Regions from separate parts of the Mus musculus genome. Here region 1 is linked to region 2. A link is a contact called in public HiCAR-type data. All regions are on one chromosome and are shown on one strand. Each heading gives the region's core, a stretch centred on a gene start, on an enhancer-like site or on the middle of the called end of the contact. The rest is flanking DNA. Distances are from core to core; before and after follow the strand shown. Region 1 has its middle 82 kb from the start of Gm33430. Region 2 has its middle 79 kb from the start of Fgf9.

Region 1 (5,527 bases), core at 2,019-4,518, 360 kb after region 2:
TGAAGGACAGGAATATATCAGCCTTCAATTATGTGACAAACTTTAAAACCTCAATGTCTACTTTTTGTTTTGGCAGGACTTCAGAAGTAGGCTTTTTAACTTCATTTGGAAAGCTATGTGCTCTTAGGCTTTGAAGAAATGATGCTGATTCGAAGGCTGTAAAATCAGAAGGCAGGATATTTGCAGTTAGGACCAGCTACGAGTTCAAAGGGCTGACTCTCTTATAGAAGGAGGCATCTTCAGCCTTGGTATGTGGACCTACCATCCAAGTACTTGGGAGGCTAAAGCAGGAGGGCTGCTGTGACTTGAAAGCCATCTTGGGCTACATAGTATTTCAAAAATAAAACAAAACCACGGAAACTTTAAAAAGGAAATTCTAGGAAACTAGTATCAGTCTTATTTCATCCAGGCTCAATCTGCCGATATTTTGTTAATATATATGTTTTGTTTTTTCTTTCTTTTTCCCTCATTATGTTATAATGAAGATGTGACTTGACCTGAGCCTGAGAGTTCCTTCAAAGGAGCTGCTTTCCTGGAGTGGAAGTCTTAAGGTGAGAAGCCATTGGGAAGGAGGCCAGAAGCATCTCATTTCTTAGCTTCACCTAGACCACAACAGGAAGCAGAGGAATGACTCGGGTACTCCCGACTTCAGTTCCCTCATCTCTAAGACAATTTTAATAACACCAGGAAATGATTTTATACCTCTACCAGAAAAGAATTATCAACATATGATACTCAATTAAGCAAGCAATAGCTTTTGATTCATGGTAAGGTGCCAAGTTTAAGCAATATTTTCTTGGCCAGGATTCTTCAGGCAAGAATCTGATTTTCACAATCAATTGGGCTTAGCAGCCCATAATGACCACAATAGCTACGTGCCTGAATAAAATACAAATTCCTCTCTGGTGTGCCAGGACTCATTGTTCTCGGGAGCGAAATGTGGAGTTGTTCAGTCTCACTTTGGGGTGGGGGATGTCTCTTTCTGATCAAACACGCATTCCAATAAATAACTCAAGATTTATTTCTCCATTAAAGAGACATTCTCAGCTGCACATTAATCAACTGGATAGAAGCAGGAAGCCCCAGCAGAAGAAGCTGTTGCCTATTCAAAGTATATGTGTGTGAGACGCAGCCCTCCCCTCTCTGTAACTATTGTTAGAAATAATGAATGATGTATCACGAAATGCCTTTCATGCCAAGTGGTTCTGAGACTCTTTGCAACTGCACTCATAAACAGGCATCATTTTCCCCAGCATTGAAATGGACCACCTCTTGGAGGAGACATGGCAGGTGTTTACTGATGCATAACAGCGTTCCAAAACAAGGCAGACCTGGAAGAGAGTGGCGTTGGGGGGTGGGGGGAGACACTGATATGTGACTCAGATCACCTGAGATGTTTCTGGCACTGGGCAGGATTGTGAGGGGTTTTTGTAACCCACCAGGCCAGTTCATGGTCACCTGCTAAATTACCCAAATCACAGAGGTGAGGAGCAGTTCTCTGTGGGGAGGCTGGTTTTCCATGCACCAGCCCATAGAGGAGGCTGAGTAGCATGGGAAGGCAGTCTTGAAAGATGCTGTGGTACTTCGATGTTGGCCTGGTGTCAAGAAGTGAGAATGAGAAACGGCTCCAGGGCAACTGGTCCAATTCTTGCTGTTTTCCTGTCATTCACCAAATATCACAAAAGGAACAACTTATGGAAGGAAGGAAGGAAGGAAGGAAGGAAGGAAGGAAGGAAGGAAGGAAGGGTGGGTTTATTTTGCCTCATGGTATAGGGTATAGGCTACCATGGCAAGGGAGGCCCGGGAGTGGGAAGGGCTCCCAGGAGCTGGTAGGAGTACCAGGATGCTCACTTACTGTAGGAGGATCAAGAAGCCAAAAGCAGACAGGAAGAGAAGTTTTGCTCAAGGCCAGTCCCCAGTAACCCACTTCCTCAAACAAGGTCTCACCTCCTAGGTTTCATGATTTTCTGAAACAGACACTAGCTAGGGACTAAGTGTTCAAACATAGGTGAACACTTCACATTCAACTCACAATAGTATACAGCATGTTCTCCAGCCCTGGAAATGGTCTCCATAGTCATAGACTTTTTTTTTTTTTTGACTATCTACCATGCTTCACATGGGTCTACCCCATGTACTATAGGATCTCAAGCAGGGTCACAAACTGTATCTCTTTTCAGCCAAATCTGCTCAGCATATTTCTTCTCTTTCAGGCCAAATAACTCAACTTACAGGTAGATTCATCTATCCTGGATTGGGGGGGGGGAGTCAAAGTTTAATGAACATTTGTATTGCCTCAAGTAGTCTGTGATTCCCCCTCAATCTATTGTGGCTTTGTATATGACTGAGAGAAAGAAGTCAACATAACACATAAAAGCCTATGGAATGCAGCAAACCCAGTGCCCAAAGGAAAGTGAAGAGCTGTGAAGACACACCCACCCATTGGAAAATAGAGAGCAGGGCTGGAGAGATGACTTGATGGTTAAGAGCACTTCCTACCTCTGCAGTGGACTGGGGTTCTGTTCCCAGCACATAAAGGAAATCTGGCGCCCTCTTCTGGCCTCTGTGTATGCCAGGCACGCCCACAGTGTGCAGACATACTCACAGGTAAAACATGCATACTTAGAAAACGCAAACAAACAAATCTCTAAAATGAAATAGTGTTTCCTTTACTGGACAACCTAGTTGAATGCCTCAAAGAACTAGAAAAAGAGCGACAAACCTAAATCCACATGGGGAAGGATATAATGATTAGAAAGGGGAAGAGAAAAAGTAGAGTCAATGAGACCAAAAGTTTTCCAGATGGACTGAGGAAGGAAGGTGACAGGGACCTGATCCTCTGTTTAGAGGTCTAGTTTTGCCCTCATCATGGCCTATGAGTCTTTATCTGCTGTCTTGGCTCACACTGTTGGAGAACATTAAAGCCTCGTCCTGGAAGTTTGTATAATCCAATAAAAGCTCAGCTCTTGCCTTCATTAGGTTTTGAAACAGGACCTGACCTTGAACTGTGATGCTTCTGTCTAAGTCTTCCAAATGCTGTAACCGCAGGTGTGTTCCACCATGCGCTGCTCCAGGTGGTGTGTGAGCAACAGAGGAATCACAGCGTGACAGGCAAGCCTGCAGTGCACAAGAGCAGCCTGGGACAGAGGCAGGGGTGCAAGGCTGGGTGCACGTTTAGTAAAAGTGGGAGAAAAACATCAGTAGCAGGGCGAGTTCTTTGGAATGATTGTCTAGCAGGGTCTTGGCTCAAGGCCTTGGCTGGCAAACCATCACCATTCTTGCTCTGAACCACTCCCAGCCATTCTGTCTTCTCGAAATGCAGGAGCCAGGGCTGTTGTTCCAATTTGCCAGCTTCTGGTGACAGCTCTGATTCTCTGTGGAAAATTCCACACTCCCAGACCAGGTCCAAGTTAAATATTGACCTTGCTAATTTTAAGCTGTTTCACCCATAGACACGTGTGCTCTTAGGAGGGTGTTTTGAAGTCATAGTCTGTGTGACCTCTAAGACACTGCTGCTGCTGCTGCTTCATGGGACAGTGTGCTGGGAAGCAGGAGTTATACACCTCCAGCCACTTTCCTTGTGGGGAAGAGCAAAGGGCAGCCATAGGAATGCTTTTGTTGACCTCAGCATTTGAGGATACTGCTGGGTCTCTGTGGTCCCATGAAACGGATGTTGTGTTAACATTATCCCCTCCATCATCTGCAACACCTGGATGTCCCTACTCCTGTTGAGTTGTGAGTCTGCCTCTACCCTGCTTTGGATGCTCCGTGTTCCTCTCCTGGCCCATCCACAGAGGCTCCAGATGCACCCTTTATTTAACGCAGCCTCTCCTCCCATGTTACAGTGTCTGAAAATAACTTTTCAAGTATTTGAATTCAAAGATCTAACCAGCTGTCAGCAGTGGTCCACCATGAGGGTTTAGCTCAGCTGTTGGTTCAGAGCGGGTGTTACTGTGCCACAGAAAGGAGGGGTTTAGCAGGCAGTTTGGGCAGTTTGATGGCTACTCTTGATGCAGCTTCAAATCCTCTCGGAGACACCCGGTGTGAGTGTCGGTGAGGTTGTCCATTAAATGGTTTCACTGAGGAGGGAAACCCATCCTGAATGTGGGTGGCACCATCTTGTGGGATGGGGTCCTAGCGTAAGTAAAAGAGATTTGGAAGACATCTAACTGCGTGTCGGCAGTCATCACTCTACTGCCTCAGTGGAGGTCCAGCACTGTCTTATGGTGATGGTCTGTAAGCCCTCAGACCCTGAACTAAATAAACCCTCCATTCCTGAAGTTTCCTTTGTTAGGTATTTTATCATAGCAATGGGAAACTTGACTAATAAACTCTGATGTTGGCATAGTGATGGAAACCACATAATGCCTTCCTCATAACAGTTCCCTGTGGGCACAGTGACATGTGACTGCATTTTGAAAGTCTCCCCAAATAGTGATCGAATGCCTACGATCGGTGTAGGTGGAATAGACCAAAAGGTGGTGTTATTCAGCTGATTAGCTGATAAGTGTCATGGCTGAGACACAGAACAGACCCCAGTGTCCCTCCAACTCAGTGTGGCTGTCTAGGAAGCCATTTGGAGAGGAGTATGTAAAGGCAGCAAAGTCTGATGGCCCACAGCCCTCAGCCAAGGGCTTTAGAGCACAGCCTTGTGCTGAATGTTGGCCGGAGATGCATGTGGGACAACCAGAGCCCCCTTCTGTACAGCCTGTGTCTTTTCCTTCCCTTCCTCCTGTCTCTGCCATAAAACTCCCAAGTTAGTTCCATTCACTATTGCTGGGCACTGCTACTAAGTTCTCAATACTTCTGCCTGCTACTAAACTCTCAGTACTTCTGCTTTAGCGCTTTGCGTACAGGATGATACACCCCTTCCTCACCTTCCCTGAAATTTAGTTAAGAGGCTGGAGAATTGCCACTGTAAACAATTCTCTGGTCAGAAAGCAAAGGGGTATGGTATATAAATAAAGCAGGATCTTGTTTTGACTGTAAATGAAGACATCATTGATAGTATACTAGAAATATCTCTCAGGCTATATTAGTAAAGTAGAAATCAGGGGATGACAGCGGTGTTTGAGGTTGGCTGAGTCAGTAACTGGGCCGATGCTGGGGTCTGACTGACAGCATTGGCCAGAGACAATGGTATGTGGTGTCTAGCTACTCTCTCCTTTCAGGATGGAGGTTGACATAAACAGGATGTTTTCCTGTGACAGATCTAGAGCTGGAGATCCTCTTTGGAATGTGCGCCCTGTTATATGCACTGCATTAGGAGTGGAGTGTACAAGCTGGATGTGCCCTGTTCCTGCCCTGGGGGTCCTCCATAGGAAATTAATGTGAGACTTTCATGCACATACCAGCAAAGTCAGCTCACCTGTGTAGTGTGGTAATTATGCATTTCACGCAGGCTTAATGAGATGGTAGGCACAGGAAGAAAATGCAGCATAATTACTTAAAATTGAAGCAAGACATTTTTCTTAGATGTTGTAGGTATTTACGTTGAGTGACCCCAGACAACCATCTTTTAAGATCT
Region 2 (5,507 bases), core at 349-2,848:
GGGAGATGCATAACCTCTACTCCCAGCATGCTTAGCTCAGTCCATATAGGAATAAATGGTGCTCCCAGTAGCGAACTGTCAGGATGGCTCACCCCAGCCCCCATCTGCCCTGCGTCCTACCAGGCTTTGGGGGAGAAATGAATATTCTCAGATCCCCCATTTATATTCATTACTCTTATCCTTTTGGAGACACATCAGCACTGGTCATCAAAATAACTAATGTGGCTTGGGAACTCACAATATTCTAGGTACCAAGTTAAGTACTTTGTTGTGCATTTTCTTGATGTCTTCTCATAGCAGGTCTTCTTGGGACCAAGCGTTAGTCTGTTTTGTGTTGTATCAGAATGCCCAAGGCTGGGTACTTTATAACAAAAGATGTTCATTTGGATCATAGTTCTGGGGATTTAAGGATGTGACAAGCTATGTCTATGAGCTCCAGTGAGGATTTCAGGGCAGATGACATCATAGTGCTGTGAGAGTGGGCAGAAGAGACATCAGGTGGGTTTTGTTTTTGTTTTTGTTTTTGTTTTTGTTTTTGTTTTGTTTTGTTTTGTTTTGTTTTTTTTACAGCAGCCCGCTGGCTTGTGACTTAACTCACTTCTTGGTATGGCAGGGACCACTTTCCACAAGGTCCCAACTATTAAAACTTTAATGGCCTCACCACCACCATACTGGAGACCAAGCTTTTGCTTTGGGGGACACAAACTACATTGGAACCACAGCAGATTCTTATCCCCCTGTCTCTCAGATGTGGCTGGCATCATTGGGGGGATTTCCCCCAATGTCACACAGCCTCTAAGAGATGCAAGCTGTGGTCATTATTTCTCATGCCACACACTGTACCCTCTGTGAAATCCACTGCTCAGTGAAGAGCCAGAATCAGCTGGTATAATTATCCTTCCAAGGTAACACACTGCTCTCTGCCTGAGTCATGGGACCCAAGCACTGGTCAGATAGCCTGGCTTGCGTTTTTGTGGGGAGGGTCCCCTTCCTTTCCATTTCCAAAATATCTCAGATCACACCTGGATACTTATTTCTGACCCCCAGAACAAGGATCCATATAATGCAAGGTCATCCTTTGAGTCCTATCTTGTTTGTTTTAAAGTTTTGCCAAGGAGTAAACCCCCCCCCCCCCAACTTCTTTCCTTCTGTGTTCTAGTGATTTTGCCATAGAAAAGAACAAAATGACACACAAAACACTTACAAACCGAGAGCACCTTGAAAGAACCCCCAGCACGCGCGTGCGTAGCAGTCTCCTTCATCTTTTTTAATTCTAGGGATGCTTTGTCAGGTTGGATGGGGCCCAGCTTGCCTCTAACTCCTAAATGCAGATGGCTTCCCCTTTGGGAGGTAGCAGTGTTCACTAATGGACCCCTCGTGTTAACAGGAAACATAAGGTGGGGATGGGCCGGTATTTTAACAAGGTATTTATCACAGTGATTGTGCCCAGGGGTTTCTCATAGCGATTGCTTCATCAATTTTCGTCATCTTTCTTCCTCTGATTTCTGTGGTTCCCCGAAAGGGCATTGTTCAGCAGTACATTAATGTGAATGCTAAATATAGCTGGAAAGAGCCCAGTCCCGATGCTCCACTGCCCACTGGCAGGCAGGCATCTGCCAGTCAGTAACCTACTTTTATTCCAGTCTTTCTTGCTAGAATATATCATGCCATTGCTGCTATTTATATCCGGAAACCATTCTGAAAGTTGTTAGCGATCCTTCCTGGGGCAGCCAGCGCCCTGCCCTCCTCAAAGTCGCTGGAGTGTAAAACCATGGCGGGCATTCTTCCCCTCGGCTCCTGGCCGCACTAGGTGACCTTGAGCCTCACCATCCTTCCTTTGAAAACAAAACACCAACTTGGAATTTTAATTAAAAGGCAGCGAATGGGCTATCAAGCTCCGTGCCTTGGCTGAACTGCCGTTGACTGCAGTGTGGATTTGAGGTCAGCATTGTGAAGCCTGTAAGAGTAACTTATCGGGGAAATCACATCAGCCGAGTTCAGTTCTGGACTTCGCTCGGAGCCAAAGGCTCAGATGAGGGACTTTTTAATTTAATTTAAATTATTTTGGTCGCATAAAACGGGCTCAGTCAGAAGCACAGGAGATTCTATTAGGGAAATCCCCTCTGTCATCCCAAAATGAAGGAGCGCGAGCGAGCCATACGGAGAATACCCCTTTTCGTCCAGCCATGTGGAACTTATTGGTTTAATGTCACAACGTGAGTCGCCCAGTGGTGATGACATACGGAATGGCTCTCTTTGGTTCAGGGTGGCTTTTGGAGCACTCACTAGCGGTTCTGCTTTAGAACTGGCCCATAAAATGAATTAAGTCTGCTTTAAGTGGGTTGTTTTGCATTGAAAAAGTTATTTAAAGCCTTTTAAAAATAGCATTATCGGGTTTACGTTACTTTGTGAGGAGGCTCACACTCTGTTTATTGCAGAGACCTCCTGATTTCAACATTAAAAAACTCTTCATAAAGGGACTCCCCTCTCTAGATCTTCAGACACTGACCACCTTGCATGGCTCTGGTGACAAGCCACTGGAAGCCCATTCTTCCCATGGTCCGTCAGCAACAGTTTTCTTGATGGCGGATTGGTTGGTGGTTAAAAAGAGCCAGTCCCTACAAGGTACTATTATCTTGGGAATGTGAACCTATGTTTTGAGTCTTATTGAAGACATTGATGACTACAGAAGTCCCATGGAATAAAAGTACCTAGGATCTTGGGGATTGAGAGGACTCACGGAACTCCATCACCTTCTGCTTCTTTCACCAGGGAACAGGGAAGGTCGCATGTCAGGCACTCTGTGGGCCTCCTCCATTGGTCCAGAGTAGGTGTTATCACCTCTGTCTTACAAAGTGTCAAATCCCACAACCAAGGCACACTACCATGCATCAGAGGATGTAGACTTGTCTTGGGCCATGGCTTCTTGTCTTGACTTAATTTCCTTTGGAACTCTTGTCTCATTCACTGTTAGTAACAGAGGACTGAGTTCCCATTCATCCCTCAAGCCTATACGGCTGGATGCGGTGAGACAGGATGCTACGACCTTCCGATTCCTCTGCTGTTGACAGCATCATGTTCCCAATAACCGGTGGTTTAACACATTTGCCAGACTCCATTGCAGTGTGTGTGGGTGTTTGATAGCCTCTATGGTGGGTCCCAGAGATGGAGAGGGTGGGGAAAAGACTTCTGAAATGTATTTCAGTTCTTAAGCAAGCGGGTGATATGATTCTTCTGGAGGAGAGGCCTGGCTAGGAAGATTTGTTGATTGATGTGGTATCTGAAATCTCATCAGGATTGACTGGAAACTACTCAGGGTTTAATAATGGTTTCAAGAGTTCCCGAAAGTGCCCACACTGAAAATTCCCTATCTACAATTAGAAGTGGGAATGTGTGTGTGGGTAGAGGTCTGAGATGTTCTGGCTTTCTCGTGTTGCCCAGTTCCCTGCTGATGGGTACCTGTTTGTGCCTTGAATCTCCAGGTAGGTTTGTCCTCTTCATGCTATGCATTTGTGCGATGGTGTGTGCTCCCCACAGGCCTACTTTCCTGCAGTGTGGCTGATGAGGGGCTAAGGTTCTGATCTGCAGATCCATGCCCCTGTCAGCATTGAGAATCAGCATCTGAAATTCCCTGGCTGGGTGACACATGCTATTCCAAAGAAAATTGAGGAGGTGGAGGACAGCTTCAAGGGCACTTGAAATTCAGCAGGTCCTATGATGGGCTTCAGGGGAGACCTGCCAGGCAGAGATGTGGGGAGGACCCTTGTAGCTGAGGCCACTCTGGAGCAAGATTGGGGCAGGGTGACAAGCAGAGCCAGGTGCTGGAGGGAACAGCTGCAGCTGTGCCGTGGAGAGTGGTATTTATATGTGTACCATGTGGAAAGCATTGTGGCTGGACCCTGGGGTTTGTCAGCCACATCTCCCTCCTTCTCACACACCATGCAGGCAACACCTCAGAATGCAAGGGCAGTGATGCACATGTGGACATCTGTTGCTTTGATATTGCTTCAGAATCTGTGAACCTCCATGTTCCTCTGAAAGCTCACTCCACCCTGTGCAGTCCCCAGGAGCTCCGCCACGAACACTCAGGTTTCAGCCATCTCAGCTAGCCGTCAGTCTCCAGCTCCAGGGCTTCCTAGTGCCCCTCTAAATCAGCACCCCCATTCTCTTGAAATTTCTTTCATCTCTTCCTGTGTCCACTTTGATTTTTGCTCCTCCCTCTAAGAGTTTTCCACAGTGAAAGTCACTGCCTTGGACACAAGGTCTTGCCCTCTGGATTGAGGGTTGTGAGGAATATGGATACTGGTTTGGTTTAGCCCTGATTATTCTGTTGTTGTTGTTTTTTTCTCATTACATTAAAAACAAAGGTGTGTGTGTTGCTGTCTGCATGTGTGTGTGTGTGCATATGCACATGTGCACATGTGGAGACCAGAGGTCTAGACTGAGTGTCTTCTAGCTCTCTCTACCTTATGGTTTGAAACAGAGATGCTTACTAAATCTGGAGCTTGCCATTTTGGTTAGACTGGCTGGCCAGCAAGATGCTTGCATCTACCACTCTCTGTGCCCAGCACTGGGTACAGATGCCATCATCTGGCTTGGGTTCAGGTCTCCTTATTTGCACAGCGACTTCTTTACAACTTAACCAACTCTCCAGGGCCCTGTTAGCATGTCTCTAATCAGGTCTCAACTCTCACTTTGTCCTTAGCCTGTCCACAGCTCTGAAGTCCACCAGTGACTGATATCCTTGCTGCTATACCTGAGGTCTATCTCTGCCTGGCTCATTCACAGGCCAGCTCCTGGCTAGTTTTTGGGTTTCCGTTCCAGCATCCTGTCTGTCACTTTCTGGATGAGTTGCTTGCCCTTCCCCAGAGCTCCTCCCTAGTATGGTGATGCCTTAGTATACCCAGTAAAGGGTACCGTCACCTTGTACATGTCACACTGTGTAATGCTACCACTGTGTGCCCTGTGCATTCTGCATGCAGATGACCACACAGGAAGCACAACACACACACACACACACACACACACACACACACACACACACGTACACACCACAGTTTTCAGTGGACTGATGATAATTTGTCCTGTGCACATTTGCAGGGATCATGACTGACTTGATCCATACTTGATCTCAACAGCACTGTCTGGGGATAAAGCGATGATGCAAGGCAGGAACATGCACCAGGTGCAATGGGTGCCTATATCTGGTGCCAGCAAAGAATGCCCACAGTACCCATGCCCTCCTCCCAATCCCTAGGGCCAAATATACACACTCACACACACTGGCTGGCTGCACACACGCACGCACACACACACACACACACACACACACACACACACACACACACACACTGTAGAATTCCTTTATAAGTCTCTAAGGGGATCAGAACACACATGCTTAGTCTGTGTTGCACTGCCTAGGTTGTACCCTGAGCACTGAGTCCCTGATGATTGACTCTGCATCTGATTAAGCTTGGCATGGAGTGTGCAGGTCCGGCTGTAGCACA

Evidence for each region. HiCAR-type assays count read pairs that join an accessible place to other places.
Region 1: a contact with region 2 is called in a HiCAR-type map of kidney, with 4 times the contacts expected there. The contact joins two enhancer-like sites. A contact is called at or near these places in 3 of 484 Hi-C or Micro-C datasets (nephron progenitors and uterus), 1 of 115 datasets of contacts at active chromatin or transcription factors (kidney) and 1 of 9 other capture datasets (embryonic stem cells).

Annotation. Positions count from the first base shown.
Region 1 is chr14:58,508,448-58,513,974 of GRCm38.p6, forward strand. No RefSeq gene overlaps it. Among named protein-coding and RNA genes, the nearest start is that of Gm33430, 82 kb to the left of the region's middle. Within about 2 kb of position 3,269, at least 9 of the 459 cell types and tissues checked have an H3K27ac peak or open chromatin away from gene starts, as enhancers often do. A contact at or near this core is called in kidney, where this site is marked.
Region 2 is chr14:58,148,468-58,153,974 of GRCm38.p6, forward strand. No RefSeq gene overlaps it. Among named protein-coding and RNA genes, the nearest start is that of Fgf9, 79 kb to the left of the region's middle. Within about 2 kb of position 1,599, at least 7 of the 459 cell types and tissues checked have an H3K27ac peak or open chromatin away from gene starts, as enhancers often do. A contact at or near this core is called in kidney, where this site is marked.